3 separate regions of the Mus musculus genome follow, and all the other regions are linked to region 1. Evidence: chromatin contacts called from public HiChIP or PLAC-seq and promoter capture Hi-C data. All regions are on one chromosome and are shown on one strand. Each heading gives the region's core, a stretch centred on a gene start, on an enhancer-like site or on the middle of the called end of the contact. The rest is flanking DNA. Distances are from core to core; before and after follow the strand shown.

Region 1 (3,686 bases), core at 501-3,000:
TGAGATAATATAATTACATCATTTCTCCCCTCCCTTCCTCTCACATATACCACCCCACCCCCACTCCTTCTCTCTTTCAAATACCTGGCAAGAGAATTCTTATTGTCTACCTGCTAATGCCTTGTAAGAAAAAAATAATCTGTTTATTATTTTATTTGTGTGTATTTCTGGGCATGCCACACTGAACATTAATACCCAGGACTCGCATGGTAGAAAGAGATGTCTTCTTGAAGAAACAATGAAATATCGCAATGAGTACATTTTGCTACCAGGAAATGAGGGTTAAATTAACCCCCCCCCCCACCTCCATTAAAGTCATTCCAGTTTGCCTTCTCCAAACGGCCTATGACACAGTAACAGAGGGCAACTGCCTGAGACTAACAGTCGAGGTCATAGTGCCTGGGACAGGCAACTGTAACATCTGGATGGATGAGTGAGCTGTGTGGTGTGGGAACCTGACACAAGAGAGGCTTAAGGAGGGCTTAGAGGAGACATCCAGCCAGGCTGGCCAGATGGAAACAGTGCCTGGGGTGCAAACTTGCAGGTGATGATGCAGGAACTGCGGTCAGATAGGAAAGGTGTGTTTGTAAACAGTCTAACCCAGGCTGACCTTAAAATCAACTCCTTCCCTGAAGATGACCTTTAACCCCTGACCTTCCTATCTCCACCTGGCCAAAGGTCAGTATTACTAAACGCTGTTTACACACCCAGATCTCTCTTGTTATTTTGACACAGGGTTTCAAGCAGCTTAGGGTGGTCTTGAAACTATGTTATTGCTCATACCAGCCAAGTGGAAAAACTAAGGTGCCAACCATGGACTCTGGGGTGCACCAAATATTGATGAAACCTCAGGAAAATAACAGAACTTGAACGTCGGTGTAAAATCTTTGCTGTAAAGGGACCCTTATCACAAGTCACAGGGGCACAGGGCTGAAGTCACAGCTCATTAGCCATTCTATCCATCTTGTGTGATGTTTCTCAAAGGTATTTCTGCAGGTGGCCTGGTTAACTATGTTGCAATTCCTGGGTGTTCAGAGACAATATCAGAACCAGGAGGGTGGGTATGTACAGGACGCTATTCCTTCTAGTCTTTTAAACCAGCTATCTTGTTAATTATCAAGATATGGTATGATAAAGGGCTCTAGGGAGGACTCTGTTATGTGGCCACCTGTCTGCAATCCAGGGTAGGGTGGGCAATTGCCCTGTCTAGATAAGGGCCAGGCAATTGCAAGCACCTGACTAGCAGACATTGCACAAGGAGTGCTGAGGCCAGACGTGAATCCCGAGCCAGGTTGGTTTTCCTGCTATGCTAGGTAGATGAGGGTACTAAGTGCTGATTATCTGCTCAGAGAGAGGGGACTGATTCCGCACCTCTCACCGCTACCCTACCAGCCCCGCTTGGTTAGTAGGTACATGGAATGGGTCGGGAGGTCTTTGCTCTTCTCATAATGCTGGCTCTGAATTAGCTTCGGCTCTTAGCAGGAGCACAGGGTAGCTCTGCACACGCCTCACAGCCACCTTTTCCTAAGGGACCGTAAGCCCGAACTGTACTTGTGCAGACAGGAGCTGGTTACCACCGCCTGGAAGACAATGCTGCTGTAGCAAGGGACACAGTGCGGTCCATTTTGTCGGCCTGAGCAAGTTTTTCGACTCCATGCAGTCGCCTGGAGCTCTGGCAGCACCAACCAGGAGACGCGTGCGCTTGCGTTTCACCTCTGCGCTCTGACGTCAGAGGCCTTAGGGACTTAGGAAAGAGGGAAGGGACAGGGAGTGAAGGGGTGTACGTAGGAGGGTCTTGGGGGACGGTCCACACAGAGGATCGTGGAAGGTCAGTTGGGGTGGGGGTTGAGGAATTCCTCCACTGATCCCTCCGTACCACTCTTAAGGTCCCAGCACCAACTTGAGCTACGATAGTCAAATCTAGCATAGCGCGCTGCGAACTGTGTAGCCTGCTCCAGGCACCCCCATGGCGCTGGATGGGATGATCCTACCCCAACTCGTGCCCCCCGAGTCTACCTTGGTAGCGTCCTAGGGAGGCGAGGCTTAGGGCTTCAGCAGTGCGCGTGCGCAGTGGATAGTGTTTGCTCAGCGCGCGACACTGTCGTGGGTGATTTCTCCGGTGCTAGGGGCGGGATGGCCTGAAAGCGGGGTGCCCAGCTGAGGCGGGGACACAGATGGGCGTGGGGCCCTAGTCTCCAGTGCCACTCAGCGACCGGTATTCTATCTGGCTCCGGTCACGAGGTGTGTCTACGGCTCAGGAGCTCCTGGGACAGCGAGTCTAAGCAGCTGATGGACCAAGAGGCGGCGCCCCCCTTCTGCTCACCTGAATGCAGGTGAGACGTGAAGGGCACCCTGTATACACCTGCCTGCAGCAGCGCAGTCTTTGCTTGGCCACCCGAGGAGGAAGCATTCCATTTGGTGTATAGGTCCTGGGCCACCGTGGGCGCGGGTGGACGATTCAGACTGGGTCCGACTGGATAGGTCGACCTGGGTCGCAAGAGAACTTGGGGCAGCAAAGTGATGGACCACGGTCGCTGGGCTAGGTCTGTACAGTGCTAGGGGATGAGGAACTTGAGTGTGGATCATCATGGGACCAGAGGGTGAAAGGCGATGTTGGTCAGATCTCCGCGAGGTAGGACTGGGTGGTGTCAGCACTTAGTGAAGGGGAGCGGGAATAGGAAGGACCCCTAGCTCTCAGCACACCGTGGGAGGTCCTGGGGCTAGGGTGCTGCTGCCTTAGAAAAGGGTGCCTAAGCCCTTTTAGAAGGCTTTCAGAGTCGTCGGAATGACAGAGTAGGTGGCTGCTCCTAAGTACTGTTTGAATTCATGTCGGTATCGATATTTGTTTTCTGACCGTGTTTATGTATGAAATCTGTAGCTATACACTGGACTTGTTCCCGTGTTTTGTATTTTTTTATTTAAACTTTTCTCTAGGAAGAGTGGGAAAGGCTATGATTAAGGAAACCTCAGATATTCTGAAAATATGAGATTCCACTACACCCACCCAAGCTCTGGTAGACCCGCCCTAGCCTCTAGGTGCTAGTTGTTATGGAAACAAAGCTCCTAGACCTTGAAAGCTCTCCCTGTGCTATTCAGGACCGAATCTCTTCGGATAGTGAGAATCTGGAGAATCCGGCTAGGATAGTTAGTGGATAGGTAAATAAGTCCCAGTAGTGTTTCTCTTAGGCCACTGAGAACCACGTGGGACAGGATTAGTGAGGGGCATGCCCGATGTGCTGCAAAAGGCAAAGGCAGAGTAAACAGCTGCCGTGTGTTTATTCCTTTCTGTTAATAAAAAGGAAACGTTTTATCTAGAGAAAGACTGACTCAGCATGTGCCCCCAAACCCGTGGTATTGCTTAGGGCTCTCTCGGAGGAGAACGGGTTTCAGTTCTCTATTTCCAGGCTTATACGTTTTCTTTTCAGCTTTGTTAAGCATACATGTCTTTTGGCACTGGGAAAATACTTTGGCCAGCTGCCTGTGTGTGATTTCTGAAAGTGTTAGGAGAATCCTCGTGCCTACAGTCCATCTATTGCTCTATGATATGTCAAGGAAGGGTATCAGCCAGTGTGGGAGGGTACCTGCCTTGAGTAACCAGAGAGTGCCGAGCTAAGATGTGAGAGTCAGCATGCTAGTCACGCCCAGCTTAAGGCTGGGAAGGAAAGAGTCCAGATAACCATTTGACC
Region 2 (3,686 bases), core at 317-2,816, 1.3 Mb before region 1:
ACCTGGCAGTTCAGCATAGTGTTCAATGGGAAGAGTTGTGCACAGATAACGTCTTTGAGGCTATATTCTGGGCTCTCCCCCAGAGTTGCCGTCTGGGCCAGACCTCAGCTGGAATTACCTGTTCCCCACAGTGGCTTTGTGACTCAGACAGAAATTCCAAAGTGCTAGAGAAGAGTTCTTATAGATCAAGCCCAGAGCGTGAGTTGGAGGGCTCCCTTACAGAGCTGGCTGGCCCTTTCCTGGGGGTTAACTTGCAGGCTAGTTGAGGGAAGTACAGGACAAACTTCCTCACCAGTTGATCCTCTTAGTCTTTCCATCCATTTCAAACCTCACCCCAATCTCCCATGCCTTCTCTCATAGAGATGCCGGCTGCTTAGCCACCTGCCTCCTTTCCAGAAAGGAGCCTGTCCCTTCTTGTACTTAGCACACCTGGCCTTGGTCTGTACCCTGTGTCCCTTTCTCAGGAGATCCCGTGCTTGTCTCTGCATTGTCTGAAGTGCTGTACTCAGAGTTGTTGACATCTGTGGATGTCCCAACAGTGAGAAGCAGAAGGCTGAGGCCTTCTGGCCAGGGCTGAGGGATGTTACACAGCTCTGCACTGTAATTCAGACCTTGGCAGTTCTCACATGCCCCAGGGAGAAAAAAGGGTAGGTTTCAGTTCAATCCCAGCCTCAGATAACAGTCTAGAGGGTCAAATAATGAAGGTGCCTGATAGGAGGTCTGCTGGTGACTTATTTTCAGAAGATTTAAAAATGGACGGGGAGGGTTGGAGAAACGGTGCTCAATGTAATTCCAAAGGTCTCAATTTTGATTTCCAAAACGCACATGGGACTCAAGTCTAATTCCAATGCCAGGGGATCCAAGGCCCTCTTTTGGTCTCTGCAGCACTGCATGTCCATAGTGTACATACACACGTGCAGGCAAAACACCCATATGTAAGATAAAAGGACTGGAAGCTCCCCACACTCCCAGAAACATGTACACATGTGACTGTGTTCCAGAAGACGCTAACTATTAGGAGACTCTTCCAGCCCTGATCTTTCTTATTAAGAAAAGCCCCAAGCAAAGAGCGGTCAAAAGAAAGGCAGGGTTTCCATTGCTTGGTGCAGTTCTGGAGTTGGAAACCAGCTACCTTCTCCTAATGGCAATGTGTCTTGCATGATACACCTACTGCCCATGTCCAGATGTCCACAAACTGTACTTTCTTAAGGCTGGGCCAGGTCTGCCTGCCCTCCCAGTCCTCCAGGAGGGAGCCACCCCTTACCTAGCTCCTTGCGTAGCAGCTTCCTGATGCAGACTGGTGGATCCCCCTTCTGGTGCAAGCCACCCACACTCCTGCTCCTCTGGAGTTCCGCCCCGTCACTGGCGGCCTTGAGGTATGCAGGGGTTATTCCTGAGGGCAGGGCGCCAGGCCCAGGCCGGTGCTTCCTGTGCGCGGCGGGGTCCTTCTCCATCCTGACCCAGAGGGAAGGAGGGCGTCACCAGCACAGCCTCAGACCAAAGGCATCTCTGCCAGCCTCTCCCTGCCTCTCTGCCAGCAAAGTGGTCCAGCGCGATCTCACTCACTGTTGCTATGACGCTGCTGTGACATCACAAGATAGAGCTGGATGGTTGTTGAGGGCTGTCCCAGAGGTCATGCTGGCTCTAGGTTTTTTGGTTTGGTTTTTTTTTTTTTTTTTTTTTTTTTTTTTGAGTTTGGCAGTTTGCTATCTGCCACTTTCCTGTACTTCGGTATTCTTTAACAGCGAGGGGCTTCTAGATGGCAGTGTCTCACAAATGTGTGCTCCTGAAGCCAGTGCTCTCTCCCATTTGAGAATCTTCCTGTTTCTATGGGCGTGAGGATGGCAGGAAGCAGAGTCAGGAAAATAAATGGCCCTGGGGCAGTGTGATCTGGTTTACATTCAGGCCCGTGGGTCAAAACTTACCACTGAGAGCAGGGCTTGGTGGGAGACATTTTGATGACTTACACAGACAGAGAAACCTGCCCACACAGGACCTCGACCTCAGTTGGGAACATGTCTCCCAGCTGAAGGCTAGAAATCAAGGAGGGGCAGGGATGTCTCCCCTGCAGCCTCTCCCAGGGTCTACAGATGTCATCTTCATGGACTATCCCCCCAATCTGTTTCTTCAGCTCCTCTATGACAGCAAACACAGTGGATTGGGGCTCCCCCCTGGTGCCAACATAGCATACAACTCTCCCCTGAGGGGATAGACATTTGCTTTACAGCTAAATACAAGTGACCACTGCCTCAGAGCACATTCAAACGAACACAAACTCAGTGTTCCAACCTACTAACCGTTGGACAAATTTTTTTCTTTTAAATTATGAGTATGTGTATGTCTGCGTGTGGATATGTGTTATGTGGATACGTGTTAGGGATTGGTCTGGTGCTGCTGTGTATTCAAATGCTAAATACTGGCTCCCAAGACCTGGTTGTGCCCAGTGAGCAGATCCTTATGTATACCAGTGATGCTATGAAAACCTTGCTCCCCAATTTAAAACCACTGGCTAAATAAAGGTGGCTATAGCCAGTTACTGGGGAGAATATGAAAGATGCGGTTTCAGACACTGGGCTGGGGGTTGCAGGTGGGGACCACGAGGAGGAGAAAGAGGGTGGATGAAGAGGGAACCGGAGACTCCCATTACATGTGATGGAGCAGGATCAGGTGCCCAAATGAAACGCACCCCCACCCCACCCCCAACCCCAGGTCAGACTTCTGGACCAGAAGTAACTGAGGTGGGATTCGAACAGCCAATTTTTGCTTTGGAGGAGAGCAGCTGAGAACAATACAGGCAGCCACGTGAAGTTAGAAAGGATTGCTGCATTAGATTAGCAGATAAAAATAAAAATAACTCCATGCAGAAAAAAGAAGGTATGTTATGTTGGGAGATTTTACATTTGTTCCATAGGAAAAGAAAAGCTATGGAGTCCTTCCAAATTGTTAAAGATCAATAAAGATCAGATACGACTGGAGAAGAGTCAAACCGCAAGTATTGGGGGAGTGCAGCTGGGAAATTAAGTATAATAATCTATAGAAATATAGATTAGGGGTAATTCCCCAATAATTGTACAAGACAGAATGAAATAATCCATAGGACTCTGCCTCGGTTATTGGGGGGGGGACTGGCTGTGTCATATTAATAACTATAGTTTCTTAAACTCGATTCTAGTTATGCGCGCATGTGAGTGCAGGTGCTGGCGTGGCCCAGAAGAGGGTGCTGGATCTCCCGGATGTGCAGACAGTCACGAGGCATCCGATTTGAGCGTGGGGAACTAAACTCTAATAGCAAGATGTGCTCTTAGCACTGAAGTATCTCCAGCCCATGAAGTTTTTATATTAGCAGGACAAAGGAAGTCAGGAACAAAAGCACTTTTCAAATACACTGTTGGACATTGTAAAAAGATGTCTACAGAAAGGCAGAGAATCTCGGCTCTGGGCTGCAGATGCTGTCCCAAGGCATTCGTAGCCCTTTGGTTGGGTGAAACTAGAGTTTTGTTAATACATTCCAAAAGGTTGCTCCAGTTAGCCACAGGCTGTGAGGTTGGCAAGGAATGGCTATTAAGGTGGCTAAAGAGAGCTCAAGAGGAATTGTAATCAGGCTCCAGACCTGCAACATTCTAACCCCTCCATAATCACTGATGTTTTTATTAGTTATAGCCTGGGAAGGCTCAGAGCAAGGTGTT
Region 3 (3,686 bases), core at 497-2,996, 1.0 Mb before region 1:
GGGCAGCCAATGCTCTTAACTACTGAGCCATTGCTCAAGTCCTTCCTGGCTTAATATGCAACAGAACCTTAACAAGCAAAATCATCTGTCCACTACAGTATAATTCTCACAATGGGGTTCTCCAGCCAGAAGCAGTTCTGGTGCCTTCTGGGCACTTGCTAGATTCCTCAGACCTGCCTCAGGACTCAGCATCAGATGCTGTCAGCCTGGGGCCCTGGCCTTATTCTTCAGAGCACTAGGATATCTGTAGAGAGCCTCAACAGAGGGATTTTCTGCATCAGATTGACTATTGGACATTTTTTTTTTTAGTATAGAATAGAGTTTATTCAGGGCATGGGGAGGGGAGTTAAGAGGGTAGCAGAGGCAGAGAGAGGCAGAGAGAAGGAGAGAGCAGAGAAGCAGAGGCCAGCCATGAACATATGGAGAGAAAGGGGAAGGGAATGGGGAGAGATGAGGAACAAGGGGGCGAGAGGCAAGAGAGGCAAGAGTGTAAGAGCACTAGTGGGCATTTTTGTGGAGCATTTTCTTGATTGCTAACTTATGTGGGGAGACCCCCACACACTGGGGGCTGTTCCGTACCTGGGCAGGTGGGCCTAGGCTGTATAAGGAAGGTAACAAGCCATCTAGAAGAAAGCCAGCTAGGAATAGCACCAAGGTCTCTGCTTACTCAAGGTTCCTGCCTTGAGTTTCCTCAGTATCTTATAAAGTAAACCCTTTCCTCCCCTAAGTTCCTTGAAGGTGCCAAACATCCTCACTTAGAATAACAAGGGTTAGACTTCCAGCACCTCAAAAATTGAAAACAAGTTGGGCAGTGGTGGCACTCATTTTTTTTTTTGTTTGTTTGATTTTTTTTGTTTTTCTAGACAGGGTTTCTCTGTATAGCCCTGGCTGTCCTGGAACTCACTTTGTAGACCAGGCTGGCCTCAAACTCAGAAATCTGCCTGCCTCTACCTCCCGAGTGCTGGGATTAAAGGCGTGCACCACCATGCCTAGCGGCACTCACCTTTAATCCCAGCACTTGGGATCAAGAAGTGTGCTTGCTGACTCTTAGACAGTGACTGTTGGTGCAAACGGTCATGGATTCCCAAAAGTGGGTTAGGAATGCTTGTGGTGGCTCGTGCCTTTGAGCCCAGCACCTGAAAGGAGGCAGAGACAGGTGGATATCAGGGCTACATAGGGAGAGACGGTCTTAAAAAAAAACAAAGTCACTAATGTGTTATGTGTCAGACAGCGTGGGATGCTTAAATAAGGTGGCCCTGGGTTCATTTCTATCATCATTCAAGTCCAAAATGCAAGGAATCAAACCACTACCACCACCAATAACAACAAAAAGGCAAAAGCTTAAGAAATTACATAGGTGTATAAAGTAAGGTAAACTAGGTCCTCACAATCTTTCAAAGCAAACAGACTAATACTAAAACTAAAAGTGAATACATTTCAATTGCAATTGAAGCCAATTTTTAGAGTTTTGTGTTTGGAGACATGAAACCTGTTTACTGCCTTCGAAAAGCTTTGTATTTGCCTTGTATTTCTAGTTTAGACAGTATGTCTTATTGGAATGAATGAATGAACGCATCCTTATTAGGAAGGAACAAATCAAAAGACAAAAATAATCAAAACGAACCTACCAAACAAACAAACAAACAAAAAACCCAAACAATCAAAAGAGGGGTTAAGCAAAGAGACAGAAGCCCAGGCCTGGGGCTGGGCCCTTGCTTCCTCCGGCACAGCCCAGCTGGGAACCTTAGGGGCCGGGGGAAGGGGGCGACCCGGAGGCACGCGACGGCACTTCCGGTGCGAGCGCGCGGTACTTCCCGGCTGGTCCTGCGTCCAGCCGCCATTCCCGAGGCCGCACAGCCAGCCCAGAGTTTCCTGTGGGCGTTTCCTCCTCTTCACTTCAGGACGCCTCGCCGGATGGTGAGGAGCGGGCGGGCGGGCGCCTCGGTACGGGCTGCAGGGTTCGGCGGGAGGGCGGGCGCCGTGGTGCGCTTGGCGCGGCCTGGAGGCCGGAGCGCCCGGTGGCCTCATCCTTGCTCTCCGCCTCCGGGGCCAGCCTTGTGTTTTTCTTGCGTGGCGGCGCACAGGATGGGAGGGGGCGGTATCGGTCTGGAATCTGCTTTAGGGCTGCTGTCCCGAGGCTCCGAAGGTCTCTGGACGTGGACCGTATCCGGGCTTAGCCTCGCCCAGGTACCCTTTCGGATGGATGGCTGCAGCCTAGCGGGGTGTTTTCCCGAGAAAGGGCCAGCGCTTTGGCACTTGACTGTGGAGTGTAAACCGGTGCCAATCTAGTATTCCCAAACATTTAATTAATCTAAAGATCGCTCGGTGCCCAGAAGTTCTACCCCCAGGTCAACGGATCTTGCTTGTCAAGAACACAAGGAACTCAGAGCCATTAGCTACACTGTTAGTGGCACACACGTGGCCATGCACTGTCTCTCCTGTAAACTGTGGATCTCCTAAATTAGGCTGACGCTGCGGCTCGATGGTGAGCCCGTGCTTAGCAAGAGTGAGGCCTTGGGTTCCATCCCAGGACTTGGGAACAAAAAAGTGACACTTGTTACAAATTAGCTCACTGATCAACACAAGTTGTTAATGGAATTGGAAAACGTGTAGAAACGTAAGGGTTATTTGTGCTTTGTGTTGTTGTTGTTGTAGTTTTTAAAGAAAAACAACCAGTCAAAAATGTATAACCTTAAAAAAAAAGGCTATTCATAAAGAACAGTCTTATGGGCTGGAGAGATGGTGGCTCAGTGGTTGGGAGCACTGACTGCTCTTCCAAAGGCCCTGAGTTCAGATCCCAGTGACCACGTGGTGGCTCACAACCATTTGTAAGACAGCTACAGTGTACTTATATATAATAAAATAATAATAAGAAAAAACAGTCTTGGGCTGGAGAGATCACTCAATGGTTAAGAGGTCTGACTGCTCTTCCAAAGGTCCTGAGTTCAAATCCCAGCAACCACATGGTGGCTCACAACCATCTGTAATGAGATCTGATGCCCTCTTCTGGGGTGTCTGAAGACAGCTACAGTGTACTTATGTATAATAATGAATCTTTTTTTAAAAAAAGAAAGAACAGTCTTATTAGTATATACGTAGACTAATAGTGCCAACATCCTAGGTTGCTTTCTGTTGCTGTGATCAAAAAACACCTGTGGGGAGGAAAGGATCAATCTCATCTTACAGGTTATAGTCCATTGTTGAGGGAATTAAGGGCAGGAACTCAAGCAGAAAACACAGAGTAGAGCTGTGTTCTAGCTTGTTCCCAAACTCACAATTCAGTTCCCTTTCTTATACAGCAAAGGCCTACACACCTAGGGACAGTACCTGCTACCGTGGGCTGTGCTTCCCACATCAATCATAAATCAAGAAAATGCTCCACAGATGCCTATTAAATCACTATGATGGAGACAGTTCTTCAGGTGAGGTTCCTGTATCCCAGGTGTGTTAAGTTGGCAACTAGTGTAGCTTACATATCCACTAAGCTCACACATGTTCTGTGTTGGAGTTTTAACATAAAACATATATCAAAGTGTATTTTTAAGGGACTATCAAGACCAGGTATGGTGACTCGATGCCTTTCGTCCAAGAACTCGGGAGGCAGGGGAAAGTGGTGCTCTGTGAGTTGGAGGCCAGCCTGGTCTACATGATGAGTTCCAGGACAGCTAGGACGGCCTAGAGACCCT

Evidence for each region. Promoter capture Hi-C pulls out the DNA fragments that hold promoters and counts their contacts. HiChIP or PLAC-seq counts read pairs in DNA pulled down with a chosen protein or histone mark.
Region 2: a contact with region 1 is called in a promoter capture Hi-C map of embryonic stem cells, with 3 times the contacts expected there. The contact joins the promoter of 1700029H14Rik here to the promoter of Cln8 in region 1. A contact is called at or near these places in 4 of 39 promoter capture datasets (embryonic stem cells, hippocampal neurons, pre-B cells and 1 more).
Region 3: a contact with region 1 is called in an H3K27ac HiChIP or PLAC-seq map of extraembryonic endoderm stem cells, with 8 times the contacts expected there. The contact joins the promoter of Champ1 here to the promoter of Cln8 in region 1. A contact is called at or near these places in 12 of 39 promoter capture datasets (the 3T3-L1 cell line, cranial neural crest, embryonic stem cells and 8 more), 13 of 115 datasets of contacts at active chromatin or transcription factors (embryonic forebrain, embryonic stem cells, extraembryonic endoderm stem cells and 6 more) and 1 of 9 other capture datasets (adipose tissue).

Annotation. Positions count from the first base shown.
Region 1 is chr8:14,886,786-14,890,471 of GRCm38.p6, forward strand. It overlaps Cln8 (CLN8 transmembrane ER and ERGIC protein), which reads left to right and starts at 1,751. Exons shown (of 3, transcript NM_012000.3): 1 at 1,751-2,333.
Region 2 is chr8:13,560,895-13,564,580 of GRCm38.p6, forward strand. It overlaps 1700029H14Rik (RIKEN cDNA 1700029H14 gene), which reads right to left and starts at 1,567. Exons shown (of 9, transcript NM_025601.3): 1 at 1,265-1,567. The coding sequence starts at 1,454.
Region 3 is chr8:13,867,895-13,871,580 of GRCm38.p6, forward strand. It overlaps Champ1 (chromosome alignment maintaining phosphoprotein 1), which reads left to right and starts at 1,747. Exons shown (of 2, transcript NM_181854.2): 1 at 1,747-1,917.